3 separate regions of the Mus musculus genome follow, and all the other regions are linked to region 2. Evidence: chromatin contacts called from public Hi-C data. All regions are on one chromosome and are shown on one strand. Each heading gives the region's core, a stretch centred on a gene start, on an enhancer-like site or on the middle of the called end of the contact. The rest is flanking DNA. Distances are from core to core; before and after follow the strand shown. Region 1 has its middle 9.8 kb from the start of Gm36865. Region 2 overlaps Rgma (repulsive guidance molecule family member A). Region 3 has its middle 240 kb from the start of Gm36865.

Evidence for each region. Hi-C and Micro-C count contacts between places; a contact is called where the count stands out from the background.
Region 1: a contact with region 2 is called in a Hi-C map of muscle stem cells, with 4 times the contacts expected there. The contact joins two enhancer-like sites. A contact is called at or near these places in 3 of 484 Hi-C or Micro-C datasets (embryonic stem cells and muscle stem cells) and 1 of 9 other capture datasets (embryonic stem cells).
Region 3: a contact with region 2 is called in a Hi-C map of muscle stem cells, with 4 times the contacts expected there. The contact joins two enhancer-like sites. A contact is called at or near these places in 4 of 484 Hi-C or Micro-C datasets (cerebral cortex, embryonic stem cells, forebrain and 1 more), 2 of 115 datasets of contacts at active chromatin or transcription factors (astrocytes and fibro-adipogenic progenitors) and 1 of 9 other capture datasets (embryonic stem cells).

The regions. Positions count from the first base shown.
Region 1 is chr7:72,834,837-72,838,101 of GRCm38.p6, forward strand. No RefSeq gene overlaps it. Among named protein-coding and RNA genes, the nearest start is that of Gm36865, 9.8 kb to the left of the region's middle. Within about 2 kb of position 1,380, at least 2 of the 459 cell types and tissues checked have an H3K27ac peak or open chromatin away from gene starts, as enhancers often do. A contact at or near this core is called in muscle stem cells, where this site is marked.
Region 2 is chr7:73,419,877-73,423,122 of GRCm38.p6, forward strand. Rgma (repulsive guidance molecule family member A) reads left to right here. Exons shown (of 4, transcript NM_177740.5): 4 at 1-23. Among named protein-coding and RNA genes, the nearest start is that of A730056A06Rik, 46 kb to the left of the region's middle. Within about 2 kb of position 1,950, at least 44 of the 459 cell types and tissues checked have an H3K27ac peak or open chromatin away from gene starts, as enhancers often do. A contact at or near this core is called in astrocytes and muscle stem cells, where this site is marked.
Region 3 is chr7:72,587,996-72,591,287 of GRCm38.p6, forward strand. No RefSeq gene overlaps it. Among named protein-coding and RNA genes, the nearest start is that of Gm36865, 240 kb to the right of the region's middle. Within about 2 kb of position 1,611, at least 49 of the 459 cell types and tissues checked have an H3K27ac peak or open chromatin away from gene starts, as enhancers often do. A contact at or near this core is called in astrocytes and muscle stem cells, where this site is marked.

The DNA.
Region 1 (3,265 bases), core at 130-2,629, 590 kb before region 2:
CACAGAAGCTAAACAACAGAACAAGAAGCCTAACATGACTTTCATCTGATCCAGACATTGGCAAGCTATGTTCCACATGCCAAATCCAGCCTGCTGCCCGTTTCTCACGTCCAGCAAACTAAGTGTAAAATGTGAAGACAATTGATCTTCAGAGAACAGTTGCCTGATCTTGCCTTTTGGCACACAAACAGAAGACAATAATTACTAGCTGGCTTTATTATTTTTAAAGCCTAAACACTAGACTAGCCATAGTGAGACCACGTGGCTATCTGAAGAATTGTTGTTATCTCAGTGCGTCCATCTCTTGAACTTGGACAAGTTTCTAGGAGTAATGTCATCAAACTCCAGCTCTGACTCTTTCCTTTGCCAGAGTACAAGGAATGGGTATTTGCATTTTCCCCAACAATCTCATCAGCTTTCCAAGCTAGTGCTCCAATAGTTCAGTCCTAAGCATCCTGTGCTTTCAGCAGGTTTCTATAAACCCTGCCACTTACACTGTGCACTCTAGGCTTCCTCAAGAAAGGAATTGTACACAAAAAGAAAATGAGTAAATATTCCTAGCCTTTCAGGAATGGAGACAGATCTTGGTTATAGCCACTTAATCCCACTACTGTGTTCTGCAAATAGCAACAGGAACTGATGAGGGTCTGGACCTTTGTCTCATTAGTTAAGAACTTACACTGCTCTTGTAGAGGACCACACTTCATTTCCCAGAACCCATGCTAGAGGGCTCACAACCACACATAACTACAGTTCATAAAGAGCTAACACCCTCTTCTGGCCACTGCAGGCATTACACTCAGGCACAAACACACAGATAAACACAGATACACGTGCTGAAAACTAAAAATTAATTCTTTCAACAATATCTGAAAATGACCCTGTCAGGGTATGTTCCAACAAAGCCTTATTTACTGGAACTAGAAAGCAGGCTGGCTCTGGCCTATGACTGCCAAACCCTGACCTAAGTTGTTCTTAGCTGTTCCAACTCAAGTTTGTATCATATGTAGGAATTTCATTTTCTATTAAAAATTTTTAAAAATTGGAGGCATGTGAAATGGTACTGTCTTAAATAGATGCACAGGTGATATAATCAATCAAGTATAGCTTAGGGGAGAAACTTATGTAGCCCCTCACATAGCACAGATTAAGTTGAATCCCCCAAAATATATTTGAATCTTGAATCTTCCCAATGACCACAAGATCCTTCACTTTTGTATCAGTGAGATTGATGTCAGAGTCACCTTGAGCAAGCAGGACATTCGTCAAGCATGTTTTCTCTGTTGCACAATCCGTAGCATTTTCATCTAGAAAGACTTTCTGCATAAAACAGTTTGTGCTGCCTCTGAGGCATTTTAGCTTGTGGCCTATGAAGGGCACTACTCTGGCATGCCCAGCTAGGGTGTCGCTTTCCACCAGGGCCAGTCAGAATGTTCTCTAGAGCTTCTCCTGAATTTCAGTTTTGAAACGCTTGACCAAATGAGTCACAAGACCCAAATGAGGTCAGAAAAATCTTTGGGGTCATGCTCCTTCCTAATAGATGAGCTGCAATGGAAACCACTCAGAGCTGACATTCCAGAGGAATGTATCCCGTGTTTCTAATCATTAAAGTCAAAATTATAATAGATAGCACTCAGCTCCCCTGTTCGTGAGTTTTAACTCTTCAGAGGTCATTGTAGACGCAGCCTATTAAATAATGCAAGCCAGACAATGCTGACTGAATCAAACCCGAAATGTCACTCTGGGTTTAAATTGATTTTCTTATGTGAGGACCTCTTTGCTTGCAAATCAGAATGGCCTTATATTCTCACATCTGAAGGAGGAGGTTGGCTTTCGCAGGATTAATTTTAACAATGCCGATTGATGCGAAGGTTTGTGTTGGGTCATGGAATGGCCTTCTCTCCAGGACTTGAATTATTCATAAGCATTCCTGTGTGTTGTCTTTCTTTCCTGACAATACAGACAATGGCAATGGGGGAGAAGCTAGCCAGCTGCACACACTTTACCTTCTTGAACACACTAGCCAGTAGAAGTGGGTGGGTTTGAAGTGGGTGTATTAATTACAGGAATTTAGATGAATAACTCTTGAAACTAAATAACTAATAGCTGAAGGTGATCTAGTGACAAGCTGTGTTTTCCCACATAGATACATCTCATTTTGTCTCTCCCCTAACCATCTCTTGGAGGGTATTAACCAACAGCTCACTCACAGGAACAAACAACTCTATCTCTGAGCTGCAAACCCCAGCAAGCTGTGTGCACTTTATGCAAAGGTAAGAGGTTGTAAACATGCCAGGTACCAACCTTCCATCGTTGTGATCATGAATACAATTGTTTTGGCAGCCTCTTGAATGACCCAAGATTTAAAGAGCACCTGGAGATGAGCAGGTATACCATCAGGAAGGTACAACCCAAGAAAACCTGTACAACTCCAGCCTACCCCTCTAGGCTCCGACACTGGGGTGCATCCCGCACAGAACTCCAGACTGTTCTTCTAGAAAACCAACAAAGTCAAGGCTCTTTTTCAGTTTTCAGATAAGAATTTTAGATGCAGAGCATTTTCTTTGAGGGAAGCATCCCCTGCATCAGGGAGAAGTCAGACTGCTGCACTGAAGTGGGTACAGAAAAGGAGATAATTTCCTGGGGACTGAGAAAGCCTAGGTATGCTTCCTGACCTCTGTGATGTACACAGCTCTCTTTGTCCAGGGTAGGAGAGAATGGTGAATATCAGGAAACACAAAGAAGAACCGATTCTCAGATTATTGGATACCAAATGTAATTGCTAAAACTAATCTTGTAACTTAGACAAGCGAGCAGCTTACACCAACATCTGCAGTGGGGAATTTCTGTCTTCATTTTCCTTACTATATAAATACCGATAAGGAACCAGCTGCTTTCTCTATGGCTAACGGCAACATTATTATAGTCCTATAATCTAGGGTCAAGGAGAAACTGTCCCTGGTCCTCCGGGACCTTATTATGTCCTTGGCTTTGTAGAACAGCACAATTTTATAATTTTTCTTTTGGACAAAAAGAAAACGCACCAGCTTTTAGAATAATGCAAATTTTATGTGAGGAATTTGGCCAAGAAAAATATCCAGGGAAAACCCTGCCTAGATTCCAAGTACAGTTGAACAAAAGAAAAGAAAGAAGAAGAAAAGAAAAACACCATAACCTATGTGACCTTAATACAAAATGCAAAAGGATGGCACATCTTAAAGTAAAAAAATAGAAAAAAGAAAGGAAGGGAGGGAGGGAGGGAGGG
Region 2 (3,246 bases), core at 700-3,199:
TTTGTTTTGTTATTTTTCTTTTAGATGAGCTGTTGGAGTTTATTTTCGAAACAGACTTTGGTCCTTGCGGGGTGGAGAGGTGAGGTGGGTGGGTGGATGTGTCCCCACTACAAAGTGTGTCAAGACGGGGCTGTGTGGGCCCAAGTTGTGTGAGCTGTGAGATGCAGCTGTTTAACCACCATGGCCTTCGGGGACTGAGATTACCTCTCTTCCTTCCTATGCCTGAGCCGTTAGAAGGACTTGGTTGGTCCGTTTCCCCTTGCTCTGGGCACGTCAGGGCAGACCGATGTTATACGATGAAAGGCTGAGAGCTGTTGTCTAGAACAGAGTCTGGAATGGAGGAGGGTCTGCGGTCCATAATGGCTTCATCCAAGCCAGCATGACCGAGAAGCCCCAGCCACAACTCGACCCCTTCAACATCCCTTAGCACCCAGCCTAGGGGCCCAGTGATGTGCTCTGATAGCACCACTGTCCAGACGTGTGCAAAGCCAGGCTCCCTGCTGACTACGGGCACATGTTGTCGCCGTGATTCAGTGTCACGGGACCCAAACCATTTAACAGATTGAAGATCTGTGTGAGATGTGCCCCCCTGTACCATGCCCTCCCTGTCAAGGGCAGAGCCAAGGCATACACCTAGGTCAATTTTGCTTGTGATACTCTGTTCAAGTCAAGTTTAAGTCCCAGATAAGTAAGCTTGGTCAAGTCACTTAACCCTCTGAGGCTCCCAACAGCTCCCAGCAATGTCTTCATCTGCTCCCCAGAGGAGAGGAACCCGCAAGACTGGGGAGGAGACGAAAGGCCAGTAAGAGGAGAAATCCAGAGAGCATTTATGCCCACCGGACACACAACCTCAGCACCAGATGTGAGGAGAGAGAGAATGTTCAAGAGCCTTGCTTGAAACAAAGAAACAAGCAAAACCACAGGCTCTTAAACAAAGACCCTGAAGGGTTGATCTAGGAGGAAAGAGCTAAATGCACCCACTCTCCTGCATTGTCAGTCACCAAAGGCCTGGCCCCCCCAGTGGTCAGTGGGATTGTTAAAGAAAACAATCCCAGGGGAACAGCATAGCAATGGCGGGGCCATTGGCCCGAGCCACACGCTGGACAGACTGTGGAAAAGCCAGGCCCAGGCAAAAAGTCCTTCACTCTCCATCAGATGAAAGTGCCATGTGACACTTGCCAAAAAAATATGTGGGGCTTGGAATTTTTTTCAGGCTCCTAAATTTAACCCACAAGAATTCTTTCCTAAATACCACACCGCTCACTGCCCTCCAGAACAGGGGAATTTGCATCTCAAATGTCCGGGGCCAGCACCTTAAGTCTGAGTGCTCCAGTCTTCCTTGTGCATGACAGTTGCTCTGAGTTAAGTCTGAGTGCTCCCATCTTCCTTGTGCATGACAGTTGGTCTGAGTTAAGTCTGAGTGCTCCCATCTTCCTTGTGCATGACAGTTGGTCTGAGTTAAGTCTGAGTGCTCCCGTCTTCCTTGTGCATGACAGTTGCTCTGAGTTAAGTCTGAGTGCTCCCATCTTCCTTGTGCATGACAGTTGCTCTGGTGCAGACCTGGGCCGAGGCCAGTCAGCCTGGCAACCGAAGAGCTTTCGCATAGCCTGTGAGCTACTCTCTCTCTCCCACTCCATCCCCAACTGCCTATGAGTATGTAGCTCAATGTTAGGGCCCTTGCCTATGGTGTGAGAGACCTTAGGCTCCTGGGTTGTGCTCCCCCCACCCCCACCAGAGCAAAAACAAGGAAAAGAACTCTTAGGCTTCTCATATCACAAGCCAGAGTTTGTAAGGGTAAAAACCAGAAAGGACTGATCAGCGAAATCTGATAACTGCCCGGGTAAATTTGGAGGGAAAACTTATCTGAAGACTGGCAGAGGTCCAGGAGAGCCAGGCAGCACTGGAGCCTGTCTCTCAGGCCCAAGCATGGCTCAGAGCAGCGGCTGGGCATGTGAGCTTGGGCAGCAGGCTGACTTGGCATCGGAGCTGGGCTCTGCCTGTTGCTAGCTGTGTGGTCTCCCTTGGATTTTTTTTTTCTTGAGCCTTAGATTCCTGATCTGTAAAATGGAATTACACGTAGCCACCTCCCAGGGTCCTGTGGAAATCTAATGAGCTAATTCCTGGCACAGATGCCCAACATCAACAAGAGAACCCACCGAAAGAGGTCCCGGTGGCAGTGGTACCCAGGAACTTAGTCATTGATGAATCCATTTGTCTCGGGACAAATCCTGTATTCTTGCTGGGGAGATAAACCAATAGTTGATACTTACATAATCTAACGACCCACATGGCAGCAGACTCCAGGAAGAGAAGCAGGTACATTCTGAGTGGCCGCCTAAGGAAGGAAGAAAAGGGATGCTCCTCTTTGGAGGGGTAAAAGGCATGTGTGACTAACTCACCACACGAGTTTCTGGAGCAAGGCATGTCAGAAGGTGGAGAAAGCATTCTACAAAGAGCAGAGTATGCGGGGGTGTGTGTGTGTGTGTGTGTGACGACCTGGAGCAGCCCAGCCCAGAGCTCATAAGACCTTGATCCCTCTCGCTGCCATAGACCTGAGAACCCTGAGCAGTGGCTGAAGAAGGTAGGGAAGCATATAGCTGCTCTCAGTCCCCTCTCATTCCTCCTTCAGGAACAGGATGGCTCCAATCCTCTGGACTCTGGTGGCAAAAAAAAAAAAAAAAAAAAAAAAAAAAAAAAAAAAGAGAGAGATCTAAACATTGGAAGAACCGGGCAGCATGTGGGTTATCTGCGGTTAGGCTGGAGTCTGTGTGCGCCTGCTGCCCTCTGCAGGACAGTTCTAGAATTACACTTACTCTGGGATGCTATGTCAGATACAGAGATGGTCCCACCTAGGGAGGCATGCTAGTGAGTTTTCTGTCAGCCTGAGTCACCTGGGAAGAGGAAACCTTAATTAAGAAAACGCCTCCATCAGATTAGCTTATAGGCAAGTCTGTAGGGGCATTTTCTTGATTAATGATGATGTAGGAGGGCCAAGGCAACGGTGGGTGGAAGGGACCACCAGGGCTGAGTGTGCCACGGAGGGCAAGCCAGTAGGCACCATTCCTGTGGCTTCTGCTTCAGTTCCTGCCTCAAATTCCCGCCCTGACTTCTCTGCATGTTTGGAAGGGCTAAAATGAAACAAACCCTTTTATTCCCCAAGTTGCTTTTGGTCAATGAAGTGAAACATGAAGACTCTTTGGAAAGACAGTTGGAGGGTGTTTTGTTAGGACAAACACGTGAAGGAAT
Region 3 (3,292 bases), core at 361-2,860, 830 kb before region 2:
AATTAAGCCTCCTGAAGACTCTGTATTCTCACACAGTAGAAGGGGCTGAGAAGTTCAGAGATCGCTCACACAGGACAAAACTGAGTTTGCATTCTGCCCCAACAAAGCAGCCTGTAGTGTGTTCATGTTTACCCAACACCATGGTTTCCCCAGTCACACTTCTCAGCTCTACTACAACACGTAAAGATTTCCAACAGGCAACTCCAAGTCTTAAGGTAGAGCCTGGCTGAGTAAGACTCTGGATTGCTTTCTCTAAGATATCTTTGTTATTACAGAGACAGAGCCTTCTTCAACCTACCCATTGGTCATCCTTGGCATCTCATTTTGTATCTTATGATGGAGAACTGCCATCTGGAGAGCTTTCTTTCAAGGTCTTTCTCAGACACACCACCAAAATGATTATATTTTCCATCCTGTTTTCCAGGAATCAGCAACAAGAAAAGAAAAGAAAAAAAAGTTTAAGCCCTGCTCATTCTACCCTCTAAAACAAACACTTTTTGATTATAAAGGAAGAACTAATATATCATATATATGTTATTATACATTACCATTACAATATGTTATATCATATTATATAACAAATAATAATATGTATTATTGTATATTATATTATAAACATTTCATATACATGCATATATACACATATAATCATACATGATAATTATAATTAAAGGATAATTATAATAATTATAATATAATATATAACAAAATAAAATAATATATAATAAACAATACAACATTATGTAAATTATATCTAATATATAATATATATTATTCATCATATTTTTTTTCTCTGTAGAGGAGAGAGACTGAGTAACTGAGTCTATACCTCAGATTCATGCCTCTAACTACTTCTATGCCACTAAAATACAGGGAAAGAGCATAAAAGGAAGGAGATGAAGAAGCTGGGAGAACATGAAGGCACTTTTGGATTGTGAAGCAGGATGGTCATTCAGACCTAGGTTTAACTGTTGCTTCTTTTAAAAGTGGTGCATGGGAGCAAACGTTCCCTGTTTGTCTAAATGGTCTTATGAGATTATCTGCAGGGGGCACAGACTTAGAATCCATGTAGAGACACATCCTTCTTTTCGTTTCTCAATGCCCTGTTTTGTTCCATTCCGTGGGATGGTTTCTTGAGGATCACTCATTTATGATGCTCAAGAGGACAGGGCTAATGCTGATGGCTATCATGCATTGAAACACACTCAGAAATGGCCTCCAGGACAGCTTTGATGGAGTATAACTACACAATGCTCAGGCTCCCTGCAGGCTATTTGTAAATGCAGCACAAAGCTCCAGGAGACATGGTCCTCAGAGGAGGAGGACGATTGGAACAGTACCAGGCCAGCTGCCTCTTCCCACCTCTGACTCACATACTTCCTCTCCAGGCTGGAATCTGATGTTGCCAAGACAGCTGAAAAACTCAGTAAATTTTTATTTAAATAGAAGCTAATCAAGGAGTTGAGCTTGGATATGGATTCTGATTTCTCTGCTGCTATGACTCCATGATTGCCCAACATCACCAGCCACTGCATTCTCAGCACCAAAGCCCACTCCCAGGCCCTACGCTGGCCAAGTCCAGCAGTTTTGGCTGGGCATGTCTGAGGCCAGACTTAGCAGTTCATCATGCCCAAATATGGCAAGGGTCCTAGACGGCAGAAGCATCACAGCTGGACTTGAGGTGAGTCAAGTCAAAATGCATTTCTCTTCACATGGGAAGCCATTTTATATCGTGTAGATGGTTTGGGCTGAATGTAGAGGTACTGCAGGCATGGAATAAAAATCCAAAGTAACATTTATGAAAAACATCTTATAAACTATCTCCTGAAATGACTACTGTAAAAGTTACTTTAATCCAATGAAGAAATGTAGTTTATTATTTATACATGTCATATTAAGAGCTCATTTCATTATTTTATGTATGTCCACTTTAATGCAGATTTTTAAAATTATAATTGTGTAATATCTTTTAACACTTTTTTAATCTTTTAATTTCCCCTGAGTTTATTTACCTGTATAATAATTAATATAATAATAATTATGTAATTATAGTAATAATAATAAAATGCTCACTATATAATCACAATGTGGTATACATAGTTCTCTAAGTGGACTGTATATATACAATAACAACAGTCATACCCTTTGTTAAATAGGTAGATGCCCTGTTAAGGGTTCTTAGCACATGCAGATCCAAAGCACACGAAATACAAAGGGCACAAGAAAACCTTGAGAAGTGTCTTCTATGTTCAATAATACATCCAAACTCAGAGTACATTCAATATGTGTTGTTCCTTGTACATCCATTGTGTATAAATAAAGCCATTAACACTCAGCTGCCCTGGAGCCTCTTCTACCCTCAGAACTCAGTAATTAACTTTCTCTCTGTTTGGTTTGATCCAAACTAGAAATCTCACAGGACATAAGCCCTAAATGTCAGGATCTATTTTTGAGAAGATTTGGGTGGTGAGCATTCTTTCAGGGATGCAGATGAATATGTATCAGTCATACTTCCTGGTCCTCAGATAAAGGACCCTCTCCTCCCCTGCAGTGTGACAGTGGTGACTCATCCCAAGATAGCACCACCATCCCCTTTTCATCCCAGCCTCTTGCCTGTGCCTCTTTCATATCTGATGTATCCGTTTAGGGAACTGTGCCCTTTGCCTGAGGCACTTCACACTCAGAAGTGTAATCTGTCACTAGGAATTATCTTTTTTTTTTCCAAGAAGAGGACATCTTGACAGGAAAGAAAGCAAAAGTCTTCTCATTAGAAAGAAAATATTGATTATGGTTGCCAACTTTTTTCATTCACGGGACCTTTAGCTCAGCTGAGACATCCAGTCCCTTGGATGCCTGGTTTCTAAAACTATAAATTTAACATCTCAGTTTCTGTCACACTTCGCCTGTTACTCTGAGTAGAAAGTAAGTGGGCAGATGACTCATTTGACTCATTGAGCTTGCTCACAGCAGCCTGGCAGTCATGGATGATATGAATTCCTCTTGCTCCAGTCTAGAAAGGCAGCTATGGACTAATGTGTCTTAGCTCCCAATCCTAGCTGAAATGTTCTGGAATACTATCCCAATAGTCCTGTCTAAACACACGGTCAGATTGAGAACTCAGCATTCAAAATAAATGAATCCAATGTAAGAACACTTTGAGAAAAATAACACAAGTCTTTATTGTAGGTGTCTCGGGCATGTACAGAGATGGACACTACAAGAAACATTGCAACCACCTCATTAAAACTTCTCTCCCAAGGCAGGTATCAGCCAGGAAATTCTCTCCTTTTTC